Regions from separate parts of the Zea mays genome. Here regions 1 and 2 are each linked to region 3. Evidence: chromatin contacts called from public Hi-C data. All regions are on one chromosome and are shown on one strand. Each heading gives the region's core, a stretch centred on a gene start, on an enhancer-like site or on the middle of the called end of the contact. The rest is flanking DNA. Distances are from core to core; before and after follow the strand shown. Region 1 has its middle 31 kb from the start of LOC100276990. Region 2 has its middle 94 kb from the start of LOC100276990. Region 3 has its middle 22 kb from the start of LOC103654542.

Region 1 (3,698 bases), core at 952-3,451, 210 kb after region 3:
CCGTCAGCAGCCGTCTGTAGCTGACGACCGTTATCTTTGCCGAGCACAAGCGTTGACACTCGGCAAAGACGGTACTTTGCCGAGTGTCGGTTGAGGCGACACTCAGCAAATCATACTTTGCCAAGTGCCTTACTTGGACACTTGACAAAGTATGTTTCCATTTTTTTATTTTTCCAACCAAACTTTTTGTGGTTTGTTCCTACACTATACAGACTTACATGTTCTATTTTTGTAACACAATTATAAAAGTGTTTGCTATAACTATTAGATTTTGTTCTTTTAATTGAGTTTCCTCTGATAATTCAGATTTGAACTGCAAGTCACTCGAAAAATGGAAAACAGTGAATGCAAAAATGATATTCATGTTACTTAGCACAAGTTACGACCGATTTCAGGAGTAGACCAGAATTTTCGAGCACCATGCTCATGAAACATGACCGTGAACTTGTCATCCAGGTGTTTAAAAATTGTATAAAACACAAACGAAGCCATAAATCATGAAACTTGTCCACGTGTCATGATATCATATGTAGAGCCTATGATAAAAATTGATAAAAATTCGAGAAAGTTGTCAACCCCAATGTGTAGAAACCTAGCCGGTCTACATTGAAGTTCTAAGATTTCATGTGTAGTTCGGCTAGGTTTCTACACATAGTGCGTGATAACTCAGCACGGGCTCCGTCGCCGTTAACAGCCATCGTGACGACAACTTTATTTCTTTGCCGAGTAACGGGTGACACTCGACAAATTCTTTGTCGAGTGCCCAATAAAAAATACTCGACAAAGAAGTCGTTGCCAATGTACAGTTCGTCGAGCTTTCTTTGCTGAGTGTCACACTCGGTAAAGCATTCGCCGGCAAAGAAGTTGTTTCCGATAGTGCTTGTGATCACTAGATGCAGTGAGGTTGCTCCATTCAAATCAAAGATAATGCAGCTATTCAAGATGAGTGACCTAGGACTCTTGAGGTGAAGCAGACCAAGAAGGGAACCAGCATTAGCTAGGGAGCATATGCAGCAAAACTGATAACACGAAATGGAATGGAAGGTTGCAAACGCTTGTGTAGTTTCGATGGTGAAGCAGCCCAAGCTCAGCAACACAAGTGATCATCCCCTGGTAAATGCAACGGTGTATCGAAGTATCGTGGGCGGACTCCAGTATCTTGTGAACCGCTGGCCAGATCTAGCCTACTATGTGGGGTTTGTCAGTCGGTTTTTGGAGGAGCCAAAAGAAGACCACTATGCAGTAGTGAAACGTTAGCTTCGGTATGTTGCTGGAACATTGGAGTATGGAGTGTTCTATGACATAGGAAGATCACGGTGCTTGGTTGGGTCCAGCGAGGCAGCGATAGTGACCATATGCCAGGGATCCAGATGACAGACGCAGTACAAGCGGGCTGCTATACTTTCTGGGAAGGAACAATCACTTGGCAATCCAACGAACAGAAGATAGTGACATTGTCATCGTGTGAGGCCGAATACATAGCGGCAGCAGCTAGCACTTGTCAAGGGGTATGGCTGACGCGCCTGTTGAAGGACCTGATGAGAGAAGAACACAAAGCACTGGTACTGAAGGTAGACAACGAGTCTGTTATAGGTCTCATGAAAAACCATGATGGAACCAAACACATAAATATAAGGTATTGCTTGGTTCACATATTTATAATGTCATAGGTAACTAATAACATTAAACCATGTTTGTTCAAGTTCAACCGTAATATCAGCCTATTCAAACTTGTTATCGCTGGTAATCGAGTGTAAATCATTATCGTTTCCATTTACGTTACATTTAGTGAACCAAACAGCAGCACCTAAGGTTTTACTACATTAGAGAGTGCGTAGACATGAGGAAGATTATCCTCGAGCAGATCACAACTTGAGATCAGCTTGCAGATATATTGATGAACCACCCGAGCGAGAGAAGTTCATCGGTTGCTGCAACCGGATTGGTTTTGTCGACATCAAGACCAAGTTTGAAGATCAGGAGGAGAAATGTTACATGTAATCTGTCAGTTGATCATGATGTGTTCGGTTAGTTGTAGCACAAACTCGTTCTTCAATCTTTACACTTCCTCAGCAGCTAGATGTGTTGTCGGATTTTTGTTAGGTTGTGTACTGGCGACTGAATCGCATCGGGCTTTACAACAGTGTCCAAAACTTTGCGCATGCGGGCTGCATCGACTTGCGCTGGTGCCTAGATTTTTTTTGCCGGTCGGCCCATAAAGCCCAGGATGAATGTATGGATGTAGTGGAGTGCAGCAAATAAGCTATAGTATTTCGGTCGAAGCAAGTGACAACGATGCCTTGTTCGTTGTTACGTAGGGCCCTGTCACTGGGATTACGGTGAGTGGGACAGAGAAGGAGTTGTGTTGTGTCCATTGAACATCAAAATGGCGGACATCCTAGGGTCTAGACGGTCCGCGCCCGCATAATTAGATTGACTTGGTCGATTATCCTTATCTTGTGTATGGTTATTCACCTAATCATGTGAGATTTGTTGGCTATCGCCTAGAAACGGGTGACGAGTCCATACATCCTCATATATATATATATATATAGACGAACTAATAGAAGCCCATGGCTTCCATTAGTACGGGAAGCCCCAGCCAGGTATACCTACGTGCAGGTAGGCGTGCATCCGATCGTGCACGGTTCTGGCTCAACAGATTTTTGCGTAAATCGTGAACCAAACCAGCGTAAATTAGTACGAATTTTAGCGTAAATCGTAGATCCGTTTCATAACGACGAATGTGCCCAAATATTGCGGCGTAAAAATCGCGCGCTTCCGATCGTGCGCGGGTTCTGGATCGGGTGAGTTTTGCGTAAAACGTGAATCAAAACAGCGTAAATGAGTATGAATTTTAGCGTAAATCATAGATCTGTTTCGTAACGACGAATGGGACCCAAAAATTACGGCATAAAAATCGCGCGCGTCCGATCGTGCGCGGGTTCTGGCTCGGACGGATTTTTGCGTAAAACGTAAACCAAAACAACGTAAATGGGTACAAATTTTAGCGTAATCGTAAATTTGTTTCATAACGACGAATGTGGCCCAAAAATTATGCCGTAAAAATCACGCGCGTCCGATCGTGCGCTGGTTATGGCTCGTGCGGATTTTTGTGTAAAATGTGATCCAAAATAGCGTAAATGGGTGTGAATTTTAGCATAAATTGTTGATCTGTTTCGTAACGAATTACAGAGTTTAAATCGCACATGTTTAGCGTTAGTTTCCGTGCATGTCGCATAGAAGTTTTTGAATGTAAAACGCATCGACTGGACCATTTATTATGTAACAACCAAAAGACAACACATGGTTCAGATCTCAATAAGAAACATGTCATTTCATATACGTGAACCCATAAATGATATACAAAATACGATAATGAGCGACACAATGATGGTCAGGATGTTAAAAAGATCCATCATTCATGTCGCACACATCAATCAAGAACGATGTCATAAATATAACAAAGATAGCAGATGTCATGCCATAAATCATGTCAATATATGTGCATGCTGAACTAATAACGGAAAACACAATTGAAAAAACAAAATCATCATAACACTTGGCTTCTGCTATAAAAATGCTTCTTATGCTTCTTTGCAGCCTATACATAGTTCCTCCATATGCTTTTATGATTCCTGAAAGAAATAGGATAAGTGGGATGAAAATGAAAGAATACATTCCAAAACTTTAGTAAC
Region 2 (4,258 bases), core at 1,375-3,874, 150 kb after region 3:
ATGATCATGAATTTTTTTTAAATCTCCCCACGACAAAATAGAATTAGGAGGGACTGTGGCATACCATGCGAATGCAGTTCCTGTTAATGATAATGAAAACAAACACACATAGAACGCCTCTGTGTCGGCCAATTCTCCTAATTGTGCTAGGAACTGGCCTATGTGCTCGCGCGTGCTCTTTCCTTGGTCACCCAAAAATTTCGCGAATTCGGATATCCTGGTTCCCTGTGGGTATGGGTGATGGTTAAATCAGCTATCATAAGGTCTCCGATATGACTGCCCCCCAGGGACCATGCTTACTCTGAGCTTATCTCGAAACACCCCGGCTATTTCTTCCCTTAATATATCAATGGCAGCCGGTGGGAGACCACAGGCTCTCTAGTCCAACATGAGTGAAATTGTTTGGATATTAGTTTGTTGTCTTCCCCCATTGGTTTGGGTTTTGTGGCGCATTAGTACTTGCCCTATTCGGCTCATAGGACTGGCCATTCCTTTTCGGCCTTTTAGGAGGGGCCCGGAAAGTACTGGCCCCCATGGGTTTGGTATGCTATACAATGGTGCTGGTGCATTGTATAGTGCGATGGGAAGTTTAGCTGGGACGGATGCGGAGTTGGATAAAACTCTTCCTCAAAAAAACTCCACACCAGACCGTCCGGTTAGGTACGCGGACCGTTCGGTTGCGTGCGCGGACTGTCCGGCCATATGGCCGGACCGTCTTGTGTTGTATTCGGATGGTCCGGTGCCATGTGCGGATGGTCTGACTGGATAGTTTAGGGTTTGCACAGTATGTGGTGGCTCAGGTGTAGGTCTTGGTATTTTGTTTCTAAAATCAGAATCGGCCGTCGCTGGCCCGGACGGTCCGCGCCCATACGCGCACAGTCCGGACGTGCGCAGATCGGCGAATTTACCGCCGATTTGCGTAGGAGGCTGCGGTTGCCCACGATACGTGTCTATCGGCATCCCGTAAAGGGGTTGTGACTGGTCGTGACAACATGTAGTCGATGAATCACGTGTGTTTTCCCCCAATTCAACCTCATGCGAAGGAAAATTTGTAATAGTAGATTTATCAAAAGTACGTACTAGTCTTTTATAATCATTATGCATACCCCTTATGATATGTTGCATTTGGTCTCGCTGCTCATGATGTTGATGAAGATCATCGGTGATGATAAACGTAGGCTAATGGTGAACAAGGTTATCGATATAGATGGTGTAGTTAATATTGTTGGAGTTGATCTATGCACTTGGTGGAGTCGGATGTGGCTTGCCTTTCTAGACCAGGACGTTGACACTTGATCGTACCCGCTTGATCACCTATAGACCCCGTCCATCGCAGGTTGTCTGTTGCAGCCGATCGCATCTAGCTTACCCACGAGCGCCTCCACCTCGACCACCTATTAATTAATTTACATATATGTAGATTTGGAGTACAAGAAAAGTCCTTATTGAATTAGATCTAGGATATTCCGATGACTCTTATTTATATTTCTAACAACAATCACGTGTTGTGAGTCGATAACAAATAAATATGCAAATGAAATGGAGATAGCATAAAAAAATTAGCCACATTTGAAGTGTTACATAATATCCAAGTTATGAACTAATTTGATTTGGTTTCTTCTAATATCTCAATTGATCAATATCTGGGCATCATCAAACTGAAGCTCTCACTAGTCACTATAGATGTGCGAGTCTGCAATATATACATGATGTACCATCTAAGTACGTAGGAGTGCCTTGCTTCTTTGCACGAATGTGACACTTCATTTGCATGAGCTTTCTTCACGACGTCCACATGAACCATGGTAACTATATTATATTCCATACTGAACACAAGAAGCGGAGCAAGGCTTCAAAAATCATTTTAGCGTCGATGTGTTTTACCAACAACAAGCAATGCATGCATGCCATCATACGACGGCACAAAATGACACTGCCGGTTCAAAGATATATATGGCAGATGGTGTGTTCTCTCTCTTTCGCCATGAAATTTGAGTCATGCCACTCACATTGGATTCACCTTGTCAATGTGGATGTTAACATTTTGCTATGGGATTATTGCGTGAAGCAGAAAAAATCAAAAAAAATATTTTGAGGAGGTTGTAAGAGCAGTCTATGTCTCTTTTGGACCATCAAGACATATGTTTAGTTGGAGAGTCAATTAGGATTGAGCGGTTCCATTCTAGTTTTTTAGAATGAAGTCGTTCAATTCTTCGTTTGGCAAGCAGAACAAAGTCACTTTATTTTTTGTTTGGTTGAAGAATAGAATAGAGCAGATTCGCTTCGTTCTTTGTTTAGTTAGAGGGCATATAAATATAGAGAGTAAAAAGAGAGGAGAGTACTCGTATCCGATCATTTTGGTGGAGCGGGAGCATTCCAACTTTTTATGGTAAATTTTATATAAAGATATTAGAAGCCGTTCCACTCTTTTTTTTAAAAAAAAACAAATATTTAAAAAACTAGAATGAAGTTGATTTATTCTACTTCACTGCTTAATCAAACACATCCTTAAAAAAAGGAAGGGAGAAGGCACTACACAACAAAATGATCGGATGGGAGGTGTGAGGTGCTTGCCTGCCAGCAAGCATCAGCAGCATGGGGCCGCAGCTAGCCTCACATGGACTGTCTTGCGTGCGACCGATCCATCCATATCCATCTGTGATGTGGCCATGGAACGGCACGTGCCAGACCGTGACGCTGAAAGTCTCCATGGCACGACGCTGCTGCGAGTGCCAAGATGCCTGGATGGCACGACTAGAGATGACAATGGGTACCCGAAACCCGAAACCCGATGGGTTTTTACCCCATTAGGGTACAGGTTTGGGTCAATTTTCATACCCATGGGTTTGTTAATGGGCATAAATGTATACCCGACGGGTTTATGAGTACGGGTTTGTTCCTATAGTACCCAAACCCGTGAACCCGTGGGTTTTTTAAACCCGACAAACATAGTGCATATTGTCATTTTATTTTATAAACGAACAACAAACTTGTTATCTACCTATTTACTTCCTAATTTTTATCAAATAGTGAATGTATAAGTAGTTGGTGAGAGTGTTGCTTTCTTGCTATTATAGTTATTACTAGTGTTATATATGTGGTGGATGTATAACCTAGTGCAAGGTAACTTGATTATACAACTTATTATTTGTATTTAATTCTCTCTATTAATATTTTTATACCAAATCATGAACTCATTGTTCATTACATAAATTTTGGACCATGATCTCATTAATCATTACAATACTTATTGATTATAAAAAGAATAAACATATTGGAGATAAAACCCGCGGGTAACCCGTGGGTACCCGCTAACCCGATGGGTACGGGTTTGGGCAAAATTTCAAACCCGTCATGGGTACGGGTTTTTTAATGGACGTAAATATTTTTTACGGGTACGGGTTTGGGATAGCAAAACCCGACGGGTTTGTACCCGTTGCCATCTCTAGGCACGACGCTGCTGTGAGTGCCAAGATGCCTGGAGTAGTGTTTGACACGTGAGAGGATGAGCCAATACTTTGAGGCCCAATATATGCTCAGGATTGCTTGCTTGGGCATGTTGGGATGGAATATTAATACAATAATGCTTGGTCCCAAGATTACCAAAAAAATTCAGTACATTTCTTTTCGCTGGAAACCTCTCTTCCCTTGTCGTATTATCATCATGCCAGCAGCAAATTATGTTGGGCTCCATCTACTACTATGACACATTCATTCGTACAGACGAGGCCCAAGAAGCACAGTAGCGGCCCATTGAGTTGTATTGTATGACGAGTGGGAAAAAAGGAGAACACATTTCGTGCGAGAAACGAAACGAACATATTTGCATATTTGACCACCAGCTAGACCAGGCAGCAAGAGCCTAGACATCTCACAGATTATGGACTTGTTTGTTTCAGTTTTTTTCAGCTTCTAGTTATCAAAAGTTGATGTAGATTATCAAACGTCTAACTTTTTAACTCGTTATATGAGAACCACTTTAGTCAAAATTGTCTAAAATCAATGTAAACACCGAATCGACCGAGTAGGAAATCGTCATTTTATACATCCTAAACCATATGGACTTTTTTTATCTTACTCCGTATGTAATCTCCACAATACTTAGATTCTCTACACAACCAAATTCTCTGCAACAGTCAGATTCTCAGAAAAACTTCTCAGAAAAAGCTGAACCATTGAACACTAAAATTGCCCTATGGTCTGTCCGCCCCTAGGGTCGGATGGTCCGCTGTTCGGACTGTCCGCGGTGGCGACGCGA
Region 3 (4,251 bases), core at 82-2,581:
ACACACTCTAGATCAGATGCCGCGCTGCAGTAGTACAAACACCAGCTAGCTACTTGCCAGTGGTGTGGTGTGGTGGTCCATGCATCCATGCATCAGCATTGCTGCAGGATTGGTCCGCGCGCACACACACTCACACTAGATAACGTTCTTCCTCATGGGAAGCAGCAAGGAGTGGCAGTAAAAAAAAGGGTGATTGATGGACGCATTTGAATAGTAGTGTTAGATTGTAATCTGACCGCGTTGGTGACCGCGGCGTTGGTGATGTAATCTGACCTAATGCTAGCTGCTGTGGGTTTATAACTAGGACAACAGATCCTGCAACATGGATATGGGGTAGTCGAGGTTGGATTCCCTTGATCAGCGAGCGAGCGAGGATAATGTAAAATTTAAACCTCACAGTCCCCTCCCTCCGAGCAGTAAATTAGTAGAGTGCTCATGGTTAGAGATAAATAAACTGCTGCCAAAATACGTTGGGACATGCATGTAATTAACCAAAGGTAAATCATGTGGTGAGTTACTTTTGGGCCTCATCTCCAAGGCAGCAGGCAAGGCACACACGGCCATGAGAAAGACACTGCACGGACAGCATGCATCATGGGCGCTGAACCTGAACCAGACGATATCCTTGTCCGTGATTCCATATGGCTAGATGCCTCTCACCAGGGTGGTCTGCAGTAAAATGAGCAGTAGTATGTATTACAGAGCTAATTAACCGCTCTGCTAGCTTATGCTTAATTAGCAGTAAGTAAACAGGTGGTCTGCAGTAATAAGGACCACTGAGATGTAATGTACTAGCATTCCTGGGGCTGTACGTGTTGTGAAGACTGAGGTCATGGGCTATCACTATCATAGAGAAGAAGAGAAGATGTGTAGCTCCTCCTACTGCTACGGAGGAGCCATGCCATGCTGATTGATGAGCACTATACTATACAGTATACGCGGCGCGTACTGCGTGGGATTGGAGTAACCACGGCTCAGCTGTCAGTGTGACTATCTGTCGGCATCGGCAACGGCAACCTCACCGCACTGTGTTGACAGATGCCCTCTCTGGCTGCTCTGTCTATCGAAAAATATTGGCAGTTGCAAGTCTGCCTCGGCGCTAGCTACACAACTGCTGTCGTCTCTGAAATCTGAATCCTTTGTTTGCCTGTACCCTCTGCCGGCGTGGAAACGGGCGAAATAACTGAATATTACTTTTACTACTACTATCTCCCCTCCCCCATCTGATCTTTTTCATCTGTCGAAGAAAAAAATGAGTGGGCAGGAGAGCATAAAAAGCGGCCGAGTGGCCTGCCTGCCTCCTTCCGGGCCAGCATGACAGTGACTCGAGAGAAGGCCGGGGCCGGGGGCCGGGGTATTATTGGTTTGGTGCATCCAGTACACATGTGTCTGAAACCATGCATCAAATACGATCAGCGCGAGGCGTGTTTGCCTGCGTGCAGCGTGCTCCAGCCTCCAGCAAACATGCATGCTGCATGCATGTGGACGTGCCGGTGATCTCTCGACCGTACCCTTTTGCTAGCTCTCCGGGGCCTCACGAGCCTTTGCTTGCTGCCCTGATAAGCCAACGGGCGTCCTCTCCTAACAGAGCACATGTGCCTTGCCTTGTGTTGTGAGCCGTCTTCCTCTTGCAGCTAGTGCAGGGAGCGAGAGAGCTCAAAGCAGCTAGCAGCAGCTTCTTGCTTCAGATCGATATGCAGTGTTGCCCTTCGAGTAAACTGACCGTCGTCACCATTATATTTTACACCAGGCAATTGCCGTGGTCACTTTACGGCTTCACTGGCTGTGGCATCATTGCTCGATCGTCGCTCCGATGGCGATATGGAACTGCATGGGCCAAGTCGTGGCAGACGGACGGCAGTAGGTCGTTGGGTTGGAACCTTTAATTTGGTTGTGGCTCTGAAAGCAGGCTAACGTGCCTTCCTCTTCTCTCTCACACACTAGCCAACGATTACCTTTCTTCTCCTATAGAGACATGGTCAACATCATCCCTTTCTTTCGATTTCGATCGCCTGGGGACTGGGGCTAGGGGTTGCCTCTTGCCTGTCGCTGCCGTCTCGTGGCTGACAAACAGGCCGTATGCATGTGCGTGTCTAAGAGGGATCACCAAACTGTTAAGATATTCTCACATTGATCAACATGCCTACCAAGTCGGAGTGCCTTGCTTATATATATATATATATATATATATATATATATATATATATATATATATATATATATATATATATATATCGTATGAGGATTCGTGAAACTTTACATGAAGCCTGCCTGCATGCTGCAGAATGGAACACTTGACAATGACACACTCGATACATGAAGCGGCCGGTGGGCTCGGAACAGGGCTTCTCTTCTTGTTGATAACCATTTTAGCATCAATGTATTTCTACCCACAACAAACAACGCACGCCATCACTTCACAACAGAAAATGCCACTGCCGGCCGGTTCGATATGATGACAGATAATAATGTGCTCTTATGGTCTCACCGGTAGAAAAGAGCTCAAAGCCGTGTGGAAATTACGCTAACACTGGTGGTTCTGTTACATCAACCACCAATGAACTTTGTATTATAAATACCCCTTCTTCTCCCCCACAGAATTGTATCTCGCAGCTAGCCAACTTTTTCTATTGGAGGCGATTTTGGAGGTCTAAATTTCACAAAATACAAGGGGAAGTTTTCATCTTCATTTTTTGGAAGAAAGTTGCTAAGAAATGTTGGTTTTATGTTTTTTTGTCATTTTTTTATTCATTCTTGCTCAATTTTAGCCACATTTTGGATCTAGGGTGTCACACCCGGGTTTCGGGGCACCAAGACCCGGACGCGAACATAATCACCAGGTGTGCTAGGACCAAGTCTCACACATATGATGAATCATGGCACAGGATCGAATGTCACATCTTTACTACATAACAGGAGTTCTATACAAAATAAATAAATAACTACATTATAAGGAGACAACGGTCCAGCAACCCAAAGTTGACTGGAAGACGACGGCCTAGACCTCTCACGAACACATCGCAGCAACCTCCATACGCCTCATCTTGCGGTACCTGTTCTTGACCTGTGGGGGGTGTGAGACAGCAAGAGTGAGCTCACATACGTTCATCGCTCAACAAGTTGTGGGGAATCATGTGCATGAACTCGCCAAAGGTGGGAGCTCATGTGAAGTGTAAGGCTTTCCAAAGAGAATGGTTAGAGCTGAGCATTGCTTTTAAAGTTGGTCAAAATTTTATTAGCAATTACTAAGTATAAGTAAATACCAACCCATTAAGTAGTAGAAAAGTAACAACCTCACCTGCGATGCAATACATATGACAAATTGAGTTTAAGTTCCATAATTTAATCATGTGAGTGTCCGAGCTGCTCATGACCGTGAGCACGGCTAGTATACCAGTTTTACACTCTGTAGAGGTTGCACATCTTTACCCACAAGTCATGTTACTCATCTGCCAAGAGACAGCCAATCCCATACACCTCTACCGAGGAGGCGAGGCAGGGTAACACTACGAGGCCTTTACAAAGTTCCACTAGCTTCAGAAAACCCGCTACAGTTTATAGGAAGCTCCAGTGCAGGAGTCCCTCGACTGACCGCTATCGCAGCAAAATCAACCAAGGACCTCCCTACACTGACCACTCCCCTACTGCCCTTGCCCCTTTCGGGTAAGGTAATCATCCACTAGCACTGTTTTCTCGGGTGGTTCTCCATGTTCCAATTAACATAATGATATTAACATGAACAATAAATAACAATTGATAACAAAAGTATAATCATGAATAGTGTAATCTTCATACCCAAAACCACATAAAGCAATAGCAGGTACTACCCAAAAATTCCAGTGGAGTCAAGGTATAAAGATAATCAAACTAGGGTAACCTGTTGGGTCCCATCAAAATTAACCTATGCAGATCATTATGATTAATCAGAACATGACTGGGTAAAAAGAAGTGATCAAGGGCACAACTTGCCTGGGACTTGAGATTCCAGTTACTAACTTGCTCTTCAGATGACACGTGTCCTCACTGCTAGTCATAGCAATACAAACAGACATGGTATAGGAAAAATTAACATCACACCAAACATAAGAACAAACTAAATAATAATAATCTACGCGTCGCTACGAGATCATGGGATCGAGAACCGCTAAATTCGGAGTTACAGTTATGAAGTTATGATTTATGGGAGTTAATTGTGATTTAAATGTTAAACTATATTATAAATTAGTTAATATACATCATATGAGGAAATAT

What was found. Hi-C and Micro-C count contacts between places; a contact is called where the count stands out from the background.
Region 1: a contact with region 3 is called in a Hi-C map of ear, with 4 times the contacts expected there. The contact joins two enhancer-like sites. A contact is called at or near these places in 3 of 25 Hi-C or Micro-C datasets (ear, leaf and tassel).
Region 2: a contact with region 3 is called in a Hi-C map of leaf, with 2.1 times the contacts expected there. The contact joins two enhancer-like sites. A contact is called at or near these places in 11 of 25 Hi-C or Micro-C datasets (bundle sheath, ear, endosperm and 2 more).

The regions. Positions count from the first base shown.
Region 1 is chr4:209,308,905-209,312,602 of Zm-B73-REFERENCE-NAM-5.0, forward strand. No RefSeq gene overlaps it. Among protein-coding and RNA genes, the nearest start is that of LOC100276990, 31 kb to the right of the region's middle. Within about 2 kb of position 2,202, at least 14 of the 20 cell types and tissues checked have an H3K27ac peak or open chromatin away from gene starts, as enhancers often do. A contact at or near this core is called in ear, leaf and tassel, where this site is marked.
Region 2 is chr4:209,245,072-209,249,329 of Zm-B73-REFERENCE-NAM-5.0, forward strand. No RefSeq gene overlaps it. Among protein-coding and RNA genes, the nearest start is that of LOC100276990, 94 kb to the right of the region's middle. Within about 2 kb of position 2,625, at least 16 of the 20 cell types and tissues checked have an H3K27ac peak or open chromatin away from gene starts, as enhancers often do. A contact at or near this core is called in ear, leaf and tassel, where this site is marked.
Region 3 is chr4:209,096,855-209,101,105 of Zm-B73-REFERENCE-NAM-5.0, forward strand. No RefSeq gene overlaps it. Among protein-coding and RNA genes, the nearest start is that of LOC103654542, 22 kb to the left of the region's middle. Within about 2 kb of position 1,332, at least 16 of the 20 cell types and tissues checked have an H3K27ac peak or open chromatin away from gene starts, as enhancers often do. A contact at or near this core is called in ear, leaf and tassel, where this site is marked.